2 separate regions of the Mus musculus genome follow, and region 1 is linked to region 2. A link is a contact called in public promoter capture Hi-C data. All regions are on one chromosome and are shown on one strand. The core of a region is the stretch at or near the end of the contact, and the rest is flanking DNA. Distances in the headings are between cores, read along the strand shown. Region 1 holds the start of Tescl (tescalcin-like). Region 2 holds the start of Zfp108 (zinc finger protein 108).

What was found. Capture Hi-C pulls out chosen DNA fragments and counts their contacts.
Region 1: a promoter capture Hi-C map of adipose tissue shows a contact between it and region 2. The contact joins the promoter of Tescl here to the promoter of Zfp108 in region 2. A contact is called at or near these places in 3 of 39 promoter capture datasets (liver, macrophages and pre-B cells) and 2 of 9 other capture datasets (adipose tissue and liver).

The regions. Positions count from the first base shown.
Region 1 is chr7:24,331,395-24,335,577 of GRCm38.p6, forward strand. Tescl (tescalcin-like) reads right to left here and starts at 2,571. Exons shown (of 1, transcript NM_001163810.1): 1 at 1,686-2,571. The coding sequence starts at 2,504. The coding sequence ends at 1,809.
Region 2 is chr7:24,253,539-24,257,473 of GRCm38.p6, forward strand. It overlaps Zfp108 (zinc finger protein 108), which reads left to right and starts at 1,256. Exons shown (of 4, transcript NM_018791.2): 1 at 1,256-1,384; 2 at 2,295-2,352. The coding sequence starts at 2,338.

The DNA of each region.
Region 1 (4,183 bases), core at 1,321-3,820, 79 kb after region 2:
AATGGGTTCTCCTCAACAGCCAGTGATCGCCAGTAGCTCTTCATCTGGGGGAGGGGCCCTGTGGATTCTCTCTCATCCACAGCTGACGTGTTGGCACATGCCTGTAACTCTAGCTCTTGGGAAGTGGGGATGGGAATACAAGGTGACCCTCAACTATCAAGGCCATCTTGGGCTACGACGTGACACTCAAATGCATGCCACAGTGACACCACTAACAAAAAAATAGCTTAACCCTGAGTTAAAGTCATGGCCTGCTTTACCATGGACTGTGCCTTCAAACTCTGAGTCAAACAAGCTCTTCCCCCCTAACGGTGCCTGTTAAGTATTTTGTCCAAGCAACGAGGATACAGCTAGGTTTGACAAACTTTTACTTGTAACGAGCTAGTTTTAACTGCTCAAATCTGCTCTTTCACCAAGCAAGAAGACATTAAGCCTAATGGCATGCTCACAGCATGCCCTGGTACTCTCTTCACCGGGGTCTGTCTGATGCACACAGTGATGAGTTACGAGAGACAATTTCATACACCTGTGCTCTGTACTCTGACCACAGTGACTCCACCCCCTTTCCTCCCTGTTCATTCCCCAGGCTACTTGGCGATTTTACATCCTATGACTTCATGTTATCTATATAAAACTCTAGGATCCACAAATGAGTAGTGTTTCCGTTTCTGGCTTGTTTCTTGTTTTCATGGATGGATAAAATCGACCCCATATATACCACATTTTAACCATTCATTCGTCTGCAGAGGGACACTTGGGCTCGTTCTGTAAGGTGGCAATACTGAGTGATGCTGCACTCTGTGCAGATGTTTGGCATCTACGTGGTCCTCTGGGTGTACATCCATAGCTGGGTCATCTTACACGCGTTCTCACGACCGGCCAGGAAGAACACAACAAACCGGAATCTTCTGCGGCAAAAGCTTTATTGCTTACATCTTCAGGAGCCAGAGAGCAAGAGAGCAAGAGCTCTATTGCTTACATCTTCAGGAGCCAGAGCGCAAGAGAGCAAGAGCTCTATTGCTTACATCTTTAGGAGCAAGAGAGCAAGAGCCAGAGCAAGAGAGAGAATGGCGAAACCCCATCCCCTTTAAGGAGAATTATCCTCCGCCTAGGACGTGTCACTCCCTGATTGGCTGCAGCCCATCGGCCGAGTTGTCGACTCGGTGAAGGCAGAGCACATGGAGTGGAGAACTACCCTTGGCACATGCGCAGATTATTTGTTTACCACTTAGAACACAGGATGTCAGCGCCATCTTGTAACGGCGAGTGTGAGGGCGGCTTCCCACAGGGTCATATGATGGTTCTAGTTCTAGGCTTTCCAGAAACCTCTCTATATTGACTCCATAGAAGCTGAACGAATTTACATCCCTACCAGTCATCGTGTGTACATATTTCCTTCCCTCGCGCCCCTGCATCCTACCCACCATTTATTTTATTGATAGCCATTGCGCCTTGCATGAGATAGATGGGCAAAGGATGCTTACGATTTTCGTGTTTACTGGCCATTGGTACATTTATGTTCTATTCATTCTATTTTTTTGACACAGAGTCTCACTGTGTGAGCTCTGGCCTGCCAGAAACTCACTCAATAGACCAGGCTGGCCTCAAACTCACAGAGATCTGCCTGCCTGCCTCTGCCTCCTGAGTGCTGGGATTCAAGGCAAGCACAGCCACGCCCCGCTCATCTCTTTTGATCATCTTTATTCTTTGAGATGAAATCCATCAAGTCCCATGTACCCTGTAGCTGCTGCAAGAGTCTGCCGGATTCAAGGGGCAGCTTCTCCAGTGTGGGTGTGGCAGCCCGCCGGTCACTGGCATAAGACCGTGGCTTCTAGATTCAGGAAGCTGACTTGCATCTTCACCTCCAATTCGAGGCTCTTCCAGGTCTTGACGAAGTCCTCGAAGGTGATGCCCTCATACTGCTGGCCCGCCATCAGCGGCTGGTCCGACGCCCTGGCCGCCTCCTTCAAGGCGCCCTGGGCGATGGCATTGGCGACGGAGCGCACAGTGTCTCTCTCCACTTGCGGGTGCGCCGACAGCAGGCTCTCCACCACCCGGCGGTACTCCTGCAGGGTAATGATCCCATCGCCGTCCTGGTCGTACATGTTGAAGAGGAACCGCATCTTGTCCTTGCGGTTCTGCTCCGCCTCCTCTTTGTTGAGACTGGGCCGCAGCGGCCGGAAGTAGGAGATGATGGTCAGGAAGTCCTGGAAGGTGATCTCCTCCGCCAGACCGCTGGTCCCTTTGCCCAGGTTCCGGTTGTCGAAGAAGGCGCGGACGATCCTGGAGCGGATCGGATTGAACTCCAAGTCCAGGATGTTGTCGAAGCTCTCTGGCTGTAGGGTGGGCTGGTCCCCGCTCAGCAGCCTGAACCTCTGGTGCAGCTGCTTGATCTGCTCCCAGCTGAAGTCGCACTTGTTCAACACCTCCTGGATGTGCGCCCACCATAAGTCGGTCCTGCTCTCGCGCTCCCACTCCTCCTTGGACGAAAGGGAGGCGCCCATGGTGCCCCGTGTGCTCGGAACGACCTCAGGCGCTCAGTGGAAGGGTTCGGGCTTCCTGGTCGGTCTCACCTTGCTGCCGTTCTGATTTATTAGGTCATCAAAGCAACCTCTGTTAGGGCAGGTCCGTCACAATCCCCGAAGGCTCTTTCCTCTCCAAATTCAGTGAAATGAAGCATATTGAAATAAATATTATATATGTGTTGTATATTACGCATTGCGTATTATAGATTGCATATTATATATTATGTTACATGTTACATCTATTATGTGTCATATGTTTATTATATATTTTATACATTATATAATTTTATATATATGAAAAGAGAGAGCACGCTTTGGTTTTCCTAGGACAACCAAAGATACGTGTCTTTGTCTTACAAAAGATGCTAAAATGGCCAGTGATGCCAACATTCAGGAGGTAGGGGCAGGAGAATCTCTGTGAGTTTGAGCACAACATGATCTGCACAGTTGAGTTCCAAGTCATTCAAGGGAAGGATGGAGAGGGGAGGGGAGGGGAGGGGAGGGGAGGGGAGGGGAGGAGAGGAGAGAGGATAGGAGGGGAGAGTAGAGGAGGGGAGAGGAGAAGGAAGGAGGGGAGGGGAGGGGAGGGGAGGGGAGAGCTCAGAGAAGCTCACCAAGATGCCAAGCCTTCATTTCCTAAAGGAACAGAGGAGTTCAGCCTTCTTGGAAAAGACTGACACACAGCTAGCTCACTCCAGTTACTTTATTCAAACATCATACAAGGTTAATTGGAGCTGGGAAGGGTTTCAGCTACCAAAGTTAACTTACTCTTGCTGCCCTTGAGAGCAGACATCCCACACAAATCTCAGTCCCGTTTCACCATGGCTAGCCATAATCACAAGTAAGAACTCCATGTTTGCCCAGGAGTGTCTTAGGACCAAGGTTGTGCAGCTGCAAGCTCTCATGTCATGCCAAGTACAGACTTTCCAGGGAGACATCTCTTCAGGGTTCAAATAGTCACAAAACAATTTCTCAGCCTCTACTCACTAATCCAAACATAGCAATGGCTTTGCTAAACAGTTCACTCAAACCCAGACACAAAGGCTTTACTATACATCCACTCAAAGCCACACACAAAGGCTCTACTATACAGACCCCTACATGGGAAGGGAGAGTTTACTCTGCTTACACTTCCTTCCATATCATACCCCATCAGCAGGCTCTCGAACTAGGACCCAAACGACAATGACAGTGCATGACTCCCATTCGGAACTCTGCCTTCCAGGCAGGATGTGGCCGTCCATGTCTGGGAATCAGAGAAGCTGTGATGACCTGCAGGAGACTCTCACAAGGCACGGCTACTATCATTCTCTTGTCGGTAGATGGGAGGAGCATTGGATGCATAGGAGCACAGCAACCCTCTCCCTCCTGCTCCATACACAGTGGAAGCAGAGTGGGCAGCAGGTCGACCTGAGAGGAAACTCCAGGGATGCATCTCTTGCCAGTCATCACCCTCGCTGCTCAAGTGAATCCTCAGGCATACTCCGATAATTTCAATAAGTTCCTTCAGTGGTTTTTTTTGTTTTTTGTTTTTTGTTTTTGTTTTTGTTGTTTTTTTTGTTTTTGTTTTTGTTTTTGTTTTGTTTTTTTTTTTTTTGGTTCTTTTGTGGTATTCTCCATTGGAGTGAACACAAATAGACTCCCTAGGGAGTCACACT
Region 2 (3,935 bases), core at 6-2,505:
TTTTGGGGCCAGTTGCACGTGTCACTACTGGAGTAGATGTAGCACCTGCCCTGCTGATTTAAGTTCCACTTGCAACCTTCCAGGGACTTTCTATTGCCACCACTGAGAATGTGAAAATTAGGGGATAGGATGGAAGACAGACAGGGACCCCTACATTAAAATAGAACTTACCTGCAAACCAAACTGTAAGACCCACCACCCCATTATACTCAAATCCTAGGACCCTCTTCCCTCCTTATGCAGACTGGGAAGTAGAACTTGATATGTTTATAAAATGATAAATGGGGGTGGGGTGGGGTGGATACGTTCTATAGGGGTGTGGTGAGGTATGGGGGAAGCGGGTGCCTCAACAGGCCCATGCCAAGACATCCCTTCCCACTGTGGAACCAGCCACACGATGGTATAGTATAGAATAGAGTTTATTCAGGGCTTGGGGAGGGGAGTTTAGAGGGTAGTAGGGCAGAGAATGGGAGAGAGAAGTAGAGGAGAAGAGTAGAGGCTGGCCATGAGCACGTGGAGAAAGAGGGGGGAAGGTATGAGGGGACAGAGCAGGAGCAAGACGGGAAGAGCAAAAGAACAAGAGGACAAAAGAAAGAGGAGAGGGCAAGCAACCACTTTTATAGTGGATCCGCCTACCAGGCTGTTGCCAGATAATTGTGGGGAGGAGCATACCTAGGTGTTGCCAGGTAACTGTATGGTGGAGCTTAGACAGAATGTTAACCGAACTCACTAGGGCATCCAGAGCTTACCTATGCTAATCTGACTCAGGAACAGAATTTTCTATCCAGAAGTTGGCAAAACTTGAGACCCTGTTCCCCATAAGCCCCCTGGCTAAAGGGTTGAAAACTGGAGCCAGGATAGTTATGCCCTCTGGTCCTGTTACTGCACCTTCCTACAGCCAAGACAGAGACCTACCCTTTGAGATTTCTAAACCATGGGACTTAGCTGGTAGTCACTATAAAGGTCAATTTTAAATTTCTCAACGAAACAAGGCCAAATATGACTAAAGACTGTTGATTTTGTCTGGACCCACAACTTCCTTTCTAAGCGAGAGTGGTACTTTTACATTTCCCAAAAAGCAATTTCCACCGACCTCACTCTAGTTAAAATAGCTTGGAACCTTCTCGTTCTGGGAAATGTAGTCCCAGAAAAAGCTCCAGACCGATGAACTTCCGCCGAGGCATTCTGGGAATTGTAGTTCTGGAGCCATTAGCAGCTAAGTTTGCTTCAGCTCCAGAAGGCTAGGCTGCCTGGCAGTGCTTCCTTCCAGTGAGGTGAGAGCTTGGAGCATCCCGCAGGCCTTCTGTGCGCTGTGCCCCGGTGTGTCCTCTCAGGGACGAGTTTGCATTCCGGTGTGTCCTCTCAGAGACGAGTTTGCATTCCGGTGTGTCCTCTCAGAGACGAGTTTGCATTCCGGGGAAAAGCGGGGCAGCTGTGGCAGCGACCCGTCCTTTTTAACTGGGTTCTGCCTGAGGCCTCCTGCCCTGATTCCTGGACCCATCTCAGCTGCTGGTGGAACCCCGGGAGAGTCTAGCTTCCCACTGGAGCCTGGCAGAGAAGCTGTGGTGACAGATGGCCAGTGTCATAAAGCCTTAAGTGGCAACTCTTACTTTTATGTGTTTTTGTTTTGATTTGGTTTGGTTTTGCATTTATTTATTTAAGAGGGGAGGGTTGTGTCACAGCTTATGTATGGAGGTCAGAAGACAACTTGTGAGAGTCAGGTCTTTCCTTGCACCGTGTGGTGTTCAGGGACTCGAACTCGCCCCATCAGGCTCAGCTGAAGTCACTTCTACCCACTAAGCCATCTTGCAGGGCTTAGATTTCTATTGGTCATTATCTTCGTGCATGTGGAAAAAGAGACTCTGGAGGCTCTGGCAGGTCAATAATGTTTGCTAATTATGAAGCCTTTTAGAGCAGGATACAGAGAGGTTTAACTTCACTCCCATGTATGGAAACAATAACATGTAAGATAGCTGTCACAATTGACAGACCCTTCTGAGGCTGGTGGTCAGTCATGACACAGCATGCATCAGACTTCTGGGGCTGCTTAAACATTTGTGTTTTCTGGGAAACCCATCACCACAGGCAGCCTTGTGAAGGTAAGAGTGCCCAGCACCCCTGAAGCTTCCAGAAATAGAGAATGTGGTGAGTGAGTCTGGTAACCCGGAGGCTTAGTAGGAAGTAGGCAGAAAAGCCTGGTCAGCGCGCACAGCCCTTGGGGCTGATGGAGAAGCTGAGGAAGCCACGTGGACCAACTGTCCTAGCAGTGTTCTCACGAAGCCTCTCTTCCCCAGCTTGCTTCCCAGAGCCCTGCCTTGTCTCAAAGAGAAGAGAACAATGACCAAGTTACAGGTAAGTCGGGTTGCTTCCCCCATCCCCACAGTGGTAGGGATTGAAAACAGGACTCCTGCATGGCGGGCAAGTGCTCTACACAGAGCCTCTCTGAACTGCATGAAGGAAGAGGGGAAGTTGCTGAGAAGAAAGGTCTGGAAGGAGGAGGGATAAGAGAGGACAGTGGGACATGTGCTCAAAGTGCACTGCACATGGGAAAGTGTACAAGGATGAGTAAAAAGAATTTGAAAAAGTGGGCTGCAGAGATGGCTCAGTAGTTAAGAGCACTGGCTCAGTTTGGTTCCCAGCACTCACACCTGATAGCTTACAACTGCCCGTAACTCCAATTATATGTAATTAGAGGATGTCCAACGCCCTCTTCTGGCCTAATTTTATTTTACAATTAAGTATGAGTTCTTCATACTCGTGTTTATGATTTTTTTCATTTAATAATTTTTCATTAGTATTGGGTTTGTGCTTTGTGAGCATGTCAAGACATGATGTAGACTTCAGAGGACAGCTTTCAGGAGTCTCTCTTCTTCAATCTTGTTGAAGTAGCATCTCTTGGTTTGGGGACTCTGGGACAGGCTGCTCTGTCCTGGTGCTCAGTGGCAGCCATCCTAGCCTAATTGGCAAGTTCTAGGACACTGGAGGACCCTGTCCTAAAAACAAACAAACTACCCTAGACAGCACCTGAGGAAGGACACCAGAAGTTGGATTGTAGCCTATTCATGCGTGCACACATACATGCACACAGAAAAGTGTTCATTCATATTTCCTGCACGGGGCGTCCTGTGCATTCATTTCCTGAACAACCAGGGAGCGTCTGGCTGCCACCAACTGCACGGCTTCTGTGGTTGATCCAATTCAGATGATGAAGGAATGAAGGAAGGACAGACTCACAGACACGTGTACAGACAAGCTGGGATCGAATGAGCCGTGTGCTCTGATAGAGACTCCCCAGCAGCCTAGAAAGACAGTGCATGTATTATACAACGCTGAGCACCCAGGGGCATGATTCAGGAACCTGAAACACTAATGCAAAAGGGAGTGCTTCCCATGGTGGTACCCAGCTCCCCAGCTCCCCAGGGCCATCAGTTCCAGGGAGTAAATGCTTGTTTTTCAACAATAGTGGCTATATTCTCTGTTAATTTGTAGGCAGTAAGTATCCCTGATTCTCTGTATTCTGGCCTAAACTGGACACTTTAAAAATCTTGGGTACTTTAGCAAGTGATTAAAAATAGCAGCTTGTCTGAAACTTTCACTTACTGAATTAAATTTTGTTCTATATTTATTGTGTCAATGTGGACGGTTCATTTTAAATTCATCCCTTCAGGGATACTGTGATGGAGGTACTGTTACACAGATGGGGAAACTGAGGCACGGAGAAGTTAGCCTAAGCTCCTCAGGCCAGAGCCTTGAAGTGTGAACCAGGGTTCATAAGGCTTGCAGAGCCTGTGCTCTCACCCCTGACCCTAAATGAGACTACTGTTGACAGGAGTGTGTTCCTGAGCACACAGAATGAGCTGGTTGTCTGTTCTAGAAGGTTCCTGAAGGCCTGTGTCTTAGTCAGGGTTTTTTATTTCTTTCTTTTCCTCCACCCT